Linked DNA regions of Gossypium hirsutum: regions 1 and 3 are each linked to region 2. Evidence: chromatin contacts called from public Hi-C data. All regions are on one chromosome and are shown on one strand. The core of a region is the stretch at or near the end of the contact, and the rest is flanking DNA. Distances in the headings are between cores, read along the strand shown.

Region 1 (4,617 bases), core at 1,935-4,434, 220 kb before region 2:
TAGAATTGTGAAATATCACTTTAATTAAAAGGAAATACTAATTTAAAATTCAACTATTATTTTTATATGCATTTACATTGCTAACATACTAGTTCAATTTAAACTCTGGCCCCTTTACTTATAAAAATGATCTAATTTTGATTCCAGTTCAAAATTAAGATTAGTATTTATTAAAAATTAAATTTTAGCAATACCTCAACATTTATAGTACTATTATTTAATCTAAATATTTTATTTTAATTAAAATACGTACTTGAATTTTAAGAATGTGTTGGATTTAGGTCTGGCATTTTTTTAAAATTAGAATATCGCATAAATAAATTTAATAAAAAATTGAACATAAATTCTTAAAGTCTAAAACAGAAAAACTAAAATTTTAAAAATAAAAAATATAGAGAATAAATTACAAATATATAAATGATACACTTTTAAAATTTAAATCTATAATTTAATTTAAAATAATTAACGTAGATTGGAAACATAATAATAAATAAATTAATTTAAAGCTTTTCCACGTTAAAGTTCTTGCATTACTATAATAAACATAATTATGGTAGATACCGATTTAATTTGAATTGTTTTAGGGTCTCGAGTTAATCTGATTCCAATACCGACTATGATTCTAACATTAACCCAACACTCTAAAACCTACTTGCAACACAAGGAACGTAAGGTCTATATAACGTTTCATTGCCTTCACCGATATCTTGTTAACCCTAAATCCCGAGGTATGCCTTTTGCTTTTCTTTCAACTTTAAAGATTAATCAAGGTTTTTGCCTTTTGTTTCCGGTTTTGTAGCTATCTTCTCTTATATATTCATATTGATTTTCCTTTTTCAAATTACCCTCAGTACTGAAATCACCCACAACCGACAATGGTCTCGCAAAACAATCGTGCTCTTCCCGAAGAAACTTTGGGAGAACAAATAGAAAGAAAAGCTGGATATGATTTTCCTAAGGATTTTGCTCTGTGGCAGAGATTTGCATACGAATGCGCACATCATTTAGATGACTCGGAGACGTCTAGCCCTACCTCGTCTTATTGTTCATCAGAACCTGAGGCTTTGGTGGTTTCGCCACTTTATAATGCGCTTCAATCTATTTCCCCGAAGGGAGTCGAAAGAAAAGATGACGAAGCTTTGGGTACCCTAAATCCGAATCCCATTGACGCGGTCACAATTTCTGAAGGTACCCCAAATCCGAATCCCATTGACGTGTTCACAATTTCAGATGATGAAGCTTCGGAATCACCTGAGAAAGTTTTGCCTAAAGGCTATAAACCCCACAAAAGGGTCGTGGCTGTCCGGGATTTTCCTACTCCACCAACAAAGTTTCAAACTCCATGCTCTGAAGGTCAATACTCTAGCCCCAGTTATGATGAGAAAAAACTTGAATCGATAAAATCAATGGAAGCGGAACCTTCAGTATAAAGATGAATTGGAGTCCGGGTACGGTTTGATATCTAGGGACGCCATTATTCCTGTGTAACAACATTAGCCTTATTTCATCAGAAGAAGGAAGGGATATGCCAAAGGTTAGAGGCTCAGTGGAGTTTAATGATCTATCAGAAACTTCTGAGCATGAAGCTATGGATTTAACAGAGGAAATAGCATCCAACTTCACGTCTCCACTCGACACAATAGATTCAACTTCTGGTTCTCCCAATGGCTATAGAGGAAGGGGTTCCCCAAATAGGGAGGAGGGTATCTTGGAATCAACTAGTTTTAAGCTGAAAGGATTTAGTCATAAGCTGTCTGATGCAGAAGATCCCTTACTTGAAGCACAAAGTGATTCAGAAAGATTCTCCACAAATTCTCGCCAGAACTCTGAAAGCTTATCAAGCCAATGTCCAAATACTACAGAAAAGAGGGTACCAAATAGCCCAAGGAGTAAAAAGAGAAGCGCCTCCAGGTCTAGCACAACCAGGGATACAAACAAAAGGAAAAGAGAGAAGACTTTTCTCCAAAGTTGGGCAAGTTCGAGCTTCTAGATAATTTCATGAGTTACAAATAGATTATAATTTTCATTTAGTTTTGTTTGATTTGATGGAAAAAAAATTGTCATTATGTGTACTTGTATGTGTTACAAATTATCATGGATGAAGTAAACTAATTTCGTTTGGCAGAAAATTTACCTGTGAAATTTGCTCTGTATGCAACTGCTTTCTCAAGGTATGCACCATTGAAGGTTGAACCACTGAAATCAGATTCCCTCATATCAGCAGATGTGAAGTTTGCCCTTCTGTTTCAACCATTTAGATTTCGGATTGATTATGAGCACTAGTGAATCCTCAGTTTGATTGCCAAGAAGTAATTGAAATTCTTTACTTTGAAAAGTTACCTGAAATTTTCGTTCACGTGAACAGCTTTTCTGCACGACATAAGACAGAAAATCAAACCCTTCCTAAACCAAAAACAGAGATGTTGAGCATATAATTTAGATGTTGTAATAAAACGCACTTCAAATCCGCAGAACCAAACTGTGCAGCAGATCCGATACCAAATTCACCACGAGTTTCTGCCTCAAACTTATTAAGTTCAGCCATAGCAGAGATATCAGAGCCAAAACAACTATGGCTGCTGCCAATGCTGTTGAAAGCAAGGGTTTCCAGATCTTAAACTTAGCATCCCTAACTTCATACGTATTGTTGGAACAATCTTCCTTTTTCAAAGGAAAACTATGTTAAAATTGAGTACCTAAAAATGATAATAATAATAATAATAATAATAATAATAATAATTGATGAAACGAACAAGCAGAATCAAGATATCATTTACTCACCGCTAATTCGAGCTTTGATTTCTGAATTATTAACCTGGCAATAGACGCCAAAACGTTTTGAGAATGAGGGAAGATGGCGGGATGAAGCTTTTGAAGAAGAAGAAGAAGAAGAAATACTAATTAGAGGGTTGATGGATAAAGAGGAGAGTGAAGGCACTGCCATTTACAGGTAGTGGTTTGGTTTCTTGTTGTTACGAAGAAGAGGAAGCTGGTTCAGATGGGCATAGTGGCAGTTTTGATATTAAAATGTTTGCTCCAATTTTATCCACTTGTTTTTGCAGTAACGGGACTGGTTGGGATTAACACACGTCTCTTGCTTGTTTTTCATTGGATGTTGCCTTTCCATCTGTTTATTCTGGGGGAATTTTAAAGTTTAATATTTTCTTCCTGAAAAAAATATCATGAATTTGAATTTTTACTCGATTATCATATTCAACGAAGGTGGGGAACTGGTTACACAAATTTACAACTTAATCCTTATATCTTTACTTTTACAAATTTAATCTCTTTATTTTTTAAAATTTTTAAAATTTAAGTTCAATTATTAATACAAATATTTTTTAAAAAATTTATTGATGTGACATTTGAAAATAAAAAACCTTACTTCATAGTCATATAACTAAAAAGATGACTTTGTAATAAACTAAAATTTGACAAAATAATTTTAATTGTATTAATTAAAATCTAAAAAATAAAAAGACTGAATTCTAAAATTTATAAAGAGTTAAGGTCCTTATGCTATATTTTAACAAAAAAAAAAAACTCTATAACTAACAAATTGATGGAAAATCCTGTTATCATATAGTGGATCAGTGTGGACCTTCAGTTCAGGTTTTTAAATGGATCCTTCACATTATATAATTGGCTTACTTTACAATTTGGACTTTGAATTATACTCAATTTTCTATTTTGATATCTAAATTTTTTTTATTACTAATTGATATTTAAAATATCAATCACTTCTCAATTTGAATCTAAGATATGCTTTCGTTATATTTTTTAATTCATTTTTTGACAGACGTTAAAAAGAATCTAATGACCAATCACAAAGTGGAGATTTTATGTAAAAAAATAAATAGTTTCTTTCATTAAACATATATACTCATTAAAAAACATGAAACAAAAATAAATATATAACAATTAGGAAAATATATATAATCTAGAAAAAAATATAAATTATAAAAAATTATAAAAATAAAATTTACAAAAAATACGATAATTAAAAAGAAATTAGTTGAAATTAATAATATATTACAAAAAATGTAAAAAAATGTAAAAATTATTTAGAAAAGTTTGAAAATAAAATTCTTTTATAAAATTCTATAAAGTATTTAAATTTCAAGTTTTTTTTCTTTTGCAATTACTTGAAATTTAAATACATTTTTAATTTTCATAAAAAATTAATTTTTATATATTATTTTTAATTTTTAAAATTTATAATTATATATTTTAGAATTTTATAAAAAATATTTTCTTAAAATTTTTATATATTAATATAAATTTTTACAATTTTTATCAATATAATATATATAATATTAAAAAAGGAAACGTGGTGTATATTGTTATATTTGTTATCAATAAAATTTAATATTTTTATTTTTAAAAAAATTTAATTGTCATGTGGTATTTTTTCATTTGTCAAAATAAGTCACATTGTACTTTTCCATTGGCCAAAGTGGGTTAATAGATTTTTCTTAAAGGCCCTTACAAAATTGACCAAAAATAGAGAAAATTGATACTTAAGGTACCAAATTAGAAAACAAATGTTTCAGTACCAAAGTGAAAAATTAAATATACTTTAAGAATTAAACAGTAAATTATGCCTATATAATTTAT
Region 2 (4,900 bases), core at 699-3,198:
TTTATAATCTTTTTTTAATAATATATGTGACTCCTATTTCAGTCAAATTTGAGAAATAATATTTCAGTTAAACTTTATTTATTTGTTTTAATCAAACTTTGATTAGTTTAGATTGTTTTATTATTATTTGACCTATGAATTTAGCCTATAAATAGGCTTTTTTGCAATATACCCATTAGATATTAGAACTCATAATACATTTAGAGAATGTTATGTTTACATTTTGAGGGTTCTTTGTTTTCAGATTTTCAGGGTTAAGTTTTTATCTCTATTTTTGTACTTTTTGTTCTTTTGCCATTATAGTAAAATTATCTTTGCCTGTGATTTTTTATTCTCTTTGGAGAGTTTTTCCACATTAAATTTAAGTGTTTAATTTCTCAATTTCTTTAGTTTTTTTTTTTACTTATTGCTTAGTTAGGTCAATTCCAACAATATGTAATTAATTTTTTTATGACAGAGGCATATCCTTAAAAGGAGCTTAGAACCCAAAGAAAAAAGGGAATTGCCGCAGTTTAAAATTTTTAATATATTTTTGAAAATTTTAATTATTCTCCAAAAAATTAATATTAAGATTGGTTATTGTTTTATGATTTTAGGTGTGAAAGGAGAAAACTCAATCCATTCATTATTAGGAATATCTGTAAGTTTTTTTTTTGTGAAAAACAAAAGAGACAAAACTAATTAGTTACATCCAACATACTTGAGAAAAAACCTTTTGACTGCTCTAAATCTAACAGATTCCGAATCCTGAGAGAAGGAAAATTAAAGAAGTGCAGATTCCTTCTAGAAGATAGAGCTTCATTTGCCATGTAATCAGCAGCTTCATTTTGTTCTCTGGGGATATAGCGCAAACTCTATGAACTCTCCTGAGATAGCATCCTCTGAATTCGCCCGATTAAAGCAAAGTTTGTAGTGGCAAGGTTACTTCCCTGAATAGCTCAAATGACATCCAGATTGTCCGAGAGAATTATAGCAGAGAATTATATCTGTAAGTGTTTTTATGTTGTAAATAAATTACAAAAAAGTTGAATATCTATAATTGTACAAGAATGAGTGAGAATTGAGCTTAAATAAATCTTCATTTATTTTACATTTCTAGTTTTCAGTTGTTTGCAACTCAGCACGAATATTATTTGCATAATCCACATTGCTCATATGTTAAACACTATAATAAAGAGCCTCTTTCTACAACAAGACAACTTAGCCGAAATCCTGGAAGAACATATGGTTCACGTCGTAAATATGAGCTGAAACATCTGCGTTTAAAGTATTATCCTTTCCTATCTGTCTCAATTATTGAGAATAGAGAAAAAAAGAAAGTAAGCCCAATGCTTTTACTTCTTTAGCACTTACTGAAATCTAACCTTTAAAGGATGAGGGTCACCAAAATGTTAGGATCAAATTGAACTCTTGTCCTATGTATTGTTGTACATATGTATTATAAAATAATGATCACATAAACCCGTGCCAATCTGAACCATGTTTATGCATTTTTGAAATACGTATAATAAAATTTTAATCACTAGATTATGTACCGAACTCTCTCTCGCCCTCCTAGCTAATAGTAACACCTGAGTTTTAGTTTAGGGTCCCAATCGGAGACAGATTATATGCAAGAGTTAATTGGATGTGCGTCTACATCGCTGTGAATTGGTCAGGACCATGTTTCTCGCCAAGATGCCCAATTCACACGCCATGGAAACTACCTGACAAAAAATTGAACTAAAAGAGAGAGCATCGACAACTGAAACTTGTTGACCCAGAGACCAGGCAATGAAGGTCTCCGTGATTGACTTAGCAGCCTACCATATGTGAATAGCACGTGGCATGCATGATCTAAACAGGCGGAGATGAGGGAAATTTAACCCTCCATGTCCCTCAAGACTCGAGAAGATGCAATGCAAGTGGCGGTTTGGCCATGCAGCTTTGTCTTCAAAACACTGGCCCCTACCCACCTTCCCTTCCACTGTCGGACCCATGTGTTCTTGTGGCTGTTTGCACCCCGTGCCCTCTCAGTTCCCTCTTTTTTCAATTCTACTGACTTCTTCACCCAAATCCACATGTTTAATCGTAATTTGGAATTGTATGAATATATACTTAGCGTATACGGTCGACATGTTTAAAGATCACCAAAGTTGAATGACTTGAATCTCATCCTTAGCCATAATTAAATTATGACGATAGCTCTCAGGCTTTGTATAAGCTTCGTATACAAAATTGAAAACTATGTATATCAGGTTACTTATTTCTTGCAAGTAAAAAAATATATAGAATAATCCCTACTTCAGGGGCAAAACTGGAATCGGCTCTTCCTCTACTAGCTTGATTACATATATTCTTCTATTTTACAAATTTTATGAATGGTTCAGCTCTGGAGAACGCTAAGCACTTCAAAAATTAAAGCATGGTCAATGAAATGGAAATTTTAGTTTTGCATGCTTTCTCACGCTTCTGATCGTAATTTCTTTTTTAAAAAAGGAAGTTGCAATAAAAAGAAGTATATATTTTAATTTCTAGGTCTGAAACTGGGATGTATATATTTGTTTGATAAAAGGAGGGCTAAGCTCTTAGATTAGCCATTACATTGTGACGCCCAGCCTATCGTCTATCCCAATATATTCAAATTGACAGCTTTTACAAAATATAAAAGGTTTCCTTGTGAGAGAGAAAGGTAACTCCCTTTGTTCATGCGTGTAGAGTGATACATATTTTTTCTTGGGTGTTTTCAGCTGAAACCGCGTTTTTTAAATCCTAAGTAAACATTCATGTTTGTAGGTAAATTAAGACATCTTCTTCGTGCTTAATCAACCCAGAACTATGCAGGGGTCTTACCCATAATAGAATTATTTTTTTTTAATTAGAATAAAGCCCAAACAATAAATTTGACTCGAACTCAGATCATACTGAGAACAATGAACACCTTTGATCGTCGTGTTATCCCATGAGGTTCGTAATTTTATTTTTAATCCTTTTTAAAATGAATTTTTTTATTTATTTAACACAATAGTAAAATTAGATTATAACCTCTTAAATATTTATAATTCAATTATGATATGTGAAAATAAAAAAATTCTATTTCTTTTAAAAGTTATATAATTCTAAATTAAAATTATGAGAAATTTATATCTTCATCCATTCAAAAATTTGAAATTTAATTTGTCATAATAAACTCTAGTTTTACCTATTCGACTAAAAATCTCATAAATGTGTGATGATTATCAATGATCAAAGAAAGCTAGGTACGTGTAAAATTAGCCCTATGTTTGGGTAAATAATTATAAAAGAAGAAAAAATGAAAAAAAAGAAAAAGAAAGAGAAAGAAGTTTAAAGAAAGGATGTTATTATTTTGTATGGACAAATAAAATTAATAAAGTGAAGGAATATTTGCGATTAAACGGTAGAAAGTTAAGGAAATGATTAATTATAATTATTTTTCCAATTATATCTTTTTGTAAAATAATTCATGTAAAAAAATTAATAGGATAAAAATATAATTTAGCATCTTAAAAATTATTCCATTTTTTTTCTTTAGCTTTTACCCCAAATTAAAAAGTAACTCAAGAAAAAATAGTTGCTTAAATAAAAGAAACCATCCCAACAAAGGAAATAATGTTAATTTTCCTTTCCTTTCCCTAGTTTTAATGCAATTCAAACATAGTGTAAGGTTTACACGTATGGTATTTTTGCTAATGATGATCGATGGTTTGACTCCGGTGTCTTGGTGTTTGGAATATACTTTTTTTATGGGAATCAAATTTATCGTGCTTAATTTCTTTTATCTATAAATAAAATAAACTTGCAAATAAGGAAATGGAATTGAATCTCGCATAGATAAAAAGAATTAAATATTGTAACCAAAATCATGGACACAAATAAGTCATTTGTAAGGAAAATAACTAAAAGTTTTTAATTAGTCCCAAAAAAAACATAAAATAAGGAAACAGATAAAGCAAAATAACATAAATCTGAAATAATGAAGAAACGAAAGTTAGTAGTTCCTCTGACGGATTATGCATGGGATATGTATTAAAATTATCGATTAAAATAGTTAAGATTAGCCCAATTGAAAAATATGTCTTCTCTCTATGATAATTCTGGTTCTGATAAATCCATAGTGGAGGAGTTGATACCTTAAAAGGTTCAATTTAGAGAGAAAAATGATGACATGAGTAGTGATATGATGGTTGATCTGTCTTCGGAACAACCGATCTCGTGGAAAGACAAGCTCGTTGGACAATCTCTAAAGGACACTTTCAATAGATCGAAAGGAAAAGAAGACCTTAACATATTAGAAGGAGACATCCAAAAATCTTTTGTGAATGGCATTTCTGCTATAACTTTCCCAGATAAGATTCATCAAATCCTCATTCAAGGTATGGAGAACACAGTGATTTTAAAACTTTTTTGTCATAATATTGGATTTTCTGTTTTACAGAACAAAATATACAATTTGTGAAGGCCCGTAGAGCCTTTGCATATGATGGATATCGAAAATGGATATTTTCGGGTCAAATTTCAAAATAAATGGATTGTGAAAGAGCTCTTTCTGAAGGACCTTGGATCATTTTGGGTCAATATTTGACTGTTCAGCCTTGGATGTTAGCCTTCGACCCTTCACAAGCATATCTAAGTGTTGTGATGGCATGGATCAGATTTCCTGGCCTTCCTGGTTATTTATACAATCATAAAATCATCACTGAGATAGGGTGAATGGTTGGAAAAGTAGTCAAGTTGGACATGAACACAAATAACAAAGTAAGGGGTCGTTCCGCTAGAATGGCAGTCTATGTTGACCTGGATAAACTGTTGGTTTCCCAAATTTTGATTAATGGTTGAAAACAAATGTGGAGTAAGAATTGTTATCCACAATCTGTTTCCATTGTAGGAGATATGGATATGA
Region 3 (4,571 bases), core at 891-3,390, 170 kb before region 2:
TCTGATGATGCCATTCGCCTACGGTTATTCCTCTTTTTGTTGAGAAATAAGACTAAGCAATGGTTGAACTCCCTACCACGAGGTTCTATCACTACTTGGGATCAAATAACCGAGAAGTTTTTGCTGAAGTACTTGGGATCAAATGATGCTATGCTGATAGATTTCAAAGACAAAATGATGAGTATGCTTGAAATGTCTAATTTGGGTGAAATGTCCTATTTCCTTGGGATGGAGTTATTTTAGACTCAGCAAGGGATTTTCATAAGCCAAAAGGCATTTGCCTTAAAAATTTTAAACAGATTTTTCATGCAAAATTGCAAAGCAACCATTACTCCAGTTGTTGTTGAAGGAAAGCTATCTAGCTAAGGTGGTTTTGATAAGGTTAATAAATCTACCTATAGGAGCTTAGTGGGATGTTTGTTCTACTTAACAGCCACAAGACCAGACATAATGTTTGTAGTCAGTCTCCTATCCAGGTTCATGCACTATTGCAATGTGAACCATTTTCAAGCTGCAAAGAGAGTTCTCAGGTACATCAAAGGAACTCTGAGCTTTGGAATTATGTTCACCAAGGTTGACACAATAAAGCTTGTTGGTTTTACTAATAGTGATTGGGCAGGATCAACTGATGATATGAAAAGCACTTCAGGGTATCTGTTTACCCTTGGATTAGCTGTTTTTTGTTGGAGTTCAAAGAAACAATCCATTGTTGCTCAATTAACAGCTGAAGCTAAATATGTTGCAGCTGCATCAGCTGTTAATCAAGAAATTTGGTTAAGAAAGCTAATGGCAGATATGAACTTACATCAAAGAGAAGCAATAGAGATCAGAAGTGATAATCAATCTGCTGTTGCAATTGCAAAGAATCCAGTATTTCATCGCAAAACAAAATATTTTAAGATCAAGTTTCATTTTGTTAAAGAAGTGGAATAATCTCAAGAAATCAAATTGGTTCATTGCAGTTTTGAAGATCAGTTAGCTGATATATTCATAAAACCTCTTGGTGTACCAAGGTTCGAGAATTTGAGAGCTAGATTAGGAGTTTGCAGCATGGAAGCCAAGAAGGAATGTTAAAAGATGGCTTTCATGCAGACCATAGCAGTTCGAGCCATGCAAGTTGCAGCTGAAGAATATGTTGCTGTTTTGTTACTTTTTAGTTGATGTTTTTGCTACTTAGTTACACTAGAACTAAGTATGTAAGGGATTTGATGCAATTTGGTGCTGATAGATTTGATAAATCATCTTAACCAAGTGTGTAAGCAAAGTTTTGTACGTTTCAAGACTTTGTTAGTGGAGTTAGGTGTGTTTAGGCAATATTTTCATCTTTTTGACAAGTTGATTACTTGATATATGTAATGCTTTGTTTCAGAAATGAGATGATGAATCATTCACCAGAATTCTCTTCTTGTTTTGGTTCTTATTGAGTAATCTGTTCTTGTTACAATTTAAGTCGATTTCCTTGTTTGTTCAGCAAGTTACAGTAGCTTCTAGCTCAAGACTTTGCTGTGATTTCTTGATCTGTTTTCTAAGTTCCTACAAAATAAAAAATAAAAAAAATCAAACACCAGATTTAACCTCATCAACCTTTGACTTCTTTATCAACTTCATATCCGATTTAGTATCCTATAACGATTTTCTAATAGCCATTTGTTTTGGTCTTGATCCAACACCAAAAACATTTCATGAAAGGAGTCTCATCAACCCCCACTCCGCCTTTGACAATCGCTTCTAATTCTATTTAGTTCCATGGTAACTAGCTCATCAATAATCTCTTTATCGTCCCTGTTGATCTCAACCCAGTTTAAGAACTCTGGTTTGCTACTACATATCAGGTGTTTTGCTTTGTCTCACATATTCCTTTCTAATTATTTTCCCCAACAGTTCCATATCAATGTATTTTGGTTACATTAGAGTGGTCCATGTCTATCTCCCTGATAAAATCATTGACCGCACAATCAGTATGCCTATTGTGTTGGGCCCTGTTTCTCACTTATATTAAATCCATTTGGGTGGAAACTGAATCCAGCCCAGTACATTGGATTGCTTTGCTCCGTGCTCGCTCTTTAATGAATGACAATTTCCTACCTTAAGTTATGGGTATATTAAGTCGATTTTATACAACTGGAAATAAAATTTACTGGTGTCAACTGAAACTGCTATTAATCAGTTAATTAAAGGGGAAAAAATGATCGACCAAAAACAGAAAAAACCGAAGTGTCTTTCCATGTTTATTTTTTCTTTCATTCTTGTTCTTGTTTTCTTTTAGAAAGAGTGGATTCCCATTTTATACTTGATTAAACAATCTTCTTGCTTTCTTTGTTTCCAGTTTGTAGTCGTTGGATTTTGTTGATCAAAGATGGAAGTTGTCATGGATTCTAGTCTTCGTCGTCTTGTGAACAGAAGGCTGGAATGGTTGGAAATGACCAAGGATCAGGTTTCAGATTGGAACGCCGGAACAAGTCGTAGACGAGACCGACTCAGTGCATTACCTAATACAGTGCTTTCCCGCATTCTATCCAAGATGCCCATGGACTCGGTTGTCCGAACCAGCATCTTAAGTAAAAGGTGGAGTAATCTCTGGAAGCACACCCAAGGCGTAGATTTCCACAGTTTACCCTTCTCCGATAACCAAGCCGACTATTCTCCAATTACTCGCTGCTTAGACCTCCTCCTATCTCCTCAGATCATAAAATTCACCACTGTTGGCCACGTTAGCGAGCGTTCTAACCCTGATGTACAAAGATGGGTCAATTTTGCACTCTCCAAGAACGTCCGTCAACTGACGATAGGCCTCATGTCAGTTTCTTTAGCAAGGAGATTCTTTCAGTTGCCAGATTCTCTTTTCTCCAATCGAAGTAAAATACTGGAGCACCTTGTTTTAAGCTTTGTTGACTTTAAACCACCTCGTCCTGGTCAACCTATTGCTGCGTCAGTCTTTTCTTCTCTTAAGCTTCTTGTTCTCACCCACTGCAAACTTGCAGATGCGACTGTGGATTTGTTCCTTCGTAAATGCGTCCCTCTTGAGGAATTGGTCATTAATATGTGTGAGGGGCTTAAGAATGTTAACATCAGTGGTCCAAATCTTAGGCTGATTAGTTTTAGGTGTCTTGAAGATAGTGATGATGGGGAGTTCAGGTCATTACGTGTTGATGCTCCACTTGTCGGAAACCTGGTTTACTCAGGTGACTTGACCAAATTTTATTTGAACAACTGTCCGGTATTACAAATTTTACTCTTGCAAGGGAGGGAGGAACCAATGAATGAGGCATATACTGTCCACGTTAGAGAATTGATCGATCAAATCAGGCATGTGAACACTATGATTCTAAATTTTGCGGTTGTGGAGGTACCTTTTGTTTCGTCTTATTTTTCATACATTGTTTTAATCTTGCATATTCTTGGATATATAGTTGTTTCTGATATATATATATATTGCTTTGGTATAAATAAGTTCGTCGCAAAAGAGTACTACACAAGAGGCATCCCATTCCAAACATTCCAAAATCTCACGCATGTTTTTTGGTATGGTCCACTAAAATCTCCAAATGCGGTTTACAACCTGGTTGCCTTCTTAGGGGATTGCCCCTCTCTCATAGAAATTGCAGTAGATGTAAGTTCTGGACCAATACTTTTAAAACTTAATTGAAATTAATGATGCTTTTCTTATAATTACGGGTTAGTGAAATGAATGAACAGTTTCGGGAGGAAAGTGGGGCTGTGTTCTGCCAATGTATAAGCGAAGGTCACGTGGCAGATGAATATGAGGAGGGCGAGAGTTCACAACGTAATCCGTACGAAGTTGGAAATCTGGAAAAGCTGGAAATAGCTGAGGTGAGATGCTTTTCAGGATTTGATGGTGAAATGCTGTTGGTGAGGTTGCTGTTGGAGAAGGCTGTGAATCTTCGAAAACTATGGCTGTTTTGGCGGCTGGGTGATCTGAGTGTGATGCATGACAATGTGTTACAAGATATTACTAAATCTGGCTACCCTCAACAACTTTCTGATACAATCCAGGAAGAAGCTAATTCTATTATAGCAACCATCCTTAATTTTCGTAAAGCTTCTCCTCGTGTTCGAATCAAATTTGGACAAGAATGGCGAATTGAATCCTGGTGGCTACTATTCAACTCCTTAATTACTTGTTGCCAAATCAATCAATGCTTAATTCTAACCAATATTTATTCTGTTTATCATTTCAGGAGACGTCATTTTGGCGACTAGAATTTCATGTTCTCTGTATTGAAGAATCAATGATCGAATTTCAACACCAATGCATATGGAGTGATATGCCCATCTTGACGACTGCTTCTTTTGTTTTTTTCTCTTCTTCCTTTCCTTCACCTATTTCTAGTGTCATCTACTTTACACATATCAAGTATTAGTTTTAAATGTTTCAATTTTAATGTTCTCAGTTACCATTTACTTTTTTGCATATTTCCCCTCGAGGGGTATTTGTTCCTGCGACCCACATGAATTATCATTTCAGAATTTCTTCACTTTCCCTTGTGCTTTCCACTCTGAGTTAGTTCTAGTTTGGTTAATATATATAAAGAAGCAAAAGGAGAGGCACA

Evidence for each region. Hi-C and Micro-C count contacts between places; a contact is called where the count stands out from the background.
Region 1: a Hi-C map of leaf shows a contact between it and region 2, with 1.6 times the contacts expected there. The contact joins the promoter of LOC107931696 here to the enhancer-like site in region 2. A contact is called at or near these places in 2 of 34 Hi-C or Micro-C datasets (both in leaf).
Region 3: a Hi-C map of leaf shows a contact between it and region 2, with 3 times the contacts expected there. The contact joins the promoter of LOC107931703 here to the enhancer-like site in region 2. A contact is called at or near these places in 5 of 34 Hi-C or Micro-C datasets (fibers and leaf).

Annotation. Positions count from the first base shown.
Region 1 is chrA08:115,751,604-115,756,220 of Gossypium_hirsutum_v2.1, reverse strand. LOC107931696 (thylakoid lumenal protein TL20.3, chloroplastic) reads right to left here and starts at 3,184. Exons shown (of 7, transcript XM_016863635.2): 1 at 2,782-3,184; 2 at 2,460-2,657; 3 at 2,341-2,370; 4 at 2,135-2,241. The coding sequence starts at 2,545.
Region 2 is chrA08:115,528,254-115,533,153 of Gossypium_hirsutum_v2.1, reverse strand. No RefSeq gene overlaps it. Among protein-coding and RNA genes, the nearest start is that of LOC121205154, 8.9 kb to the left of the region's middle. Within about 2 kb of position 1,948, at least 3 of the 9 cell types and tissues checked have an H3K27ac peak or open chromatin away from gene starts, as enhancers often do. A contact at or near this core is called in leaf, where this site is marked.
Region 3 is chrA08:115,695,018-115,699,588 of Gossypium_hirsutum_v2.1, reverse strand. LOC107931703 (F-box/LRR-repeat protein 13) reads left to right here and starts at 2,140. Exons shown (of 4, transcript XM_016863639.2): 1 at 2,140-3,346; 2 at 3,452-3,610; 3 at 3,697-4,112; 4 at 4,200-4,496. The coding sequence starts at 2,357. The coding sequence ends at 4,221.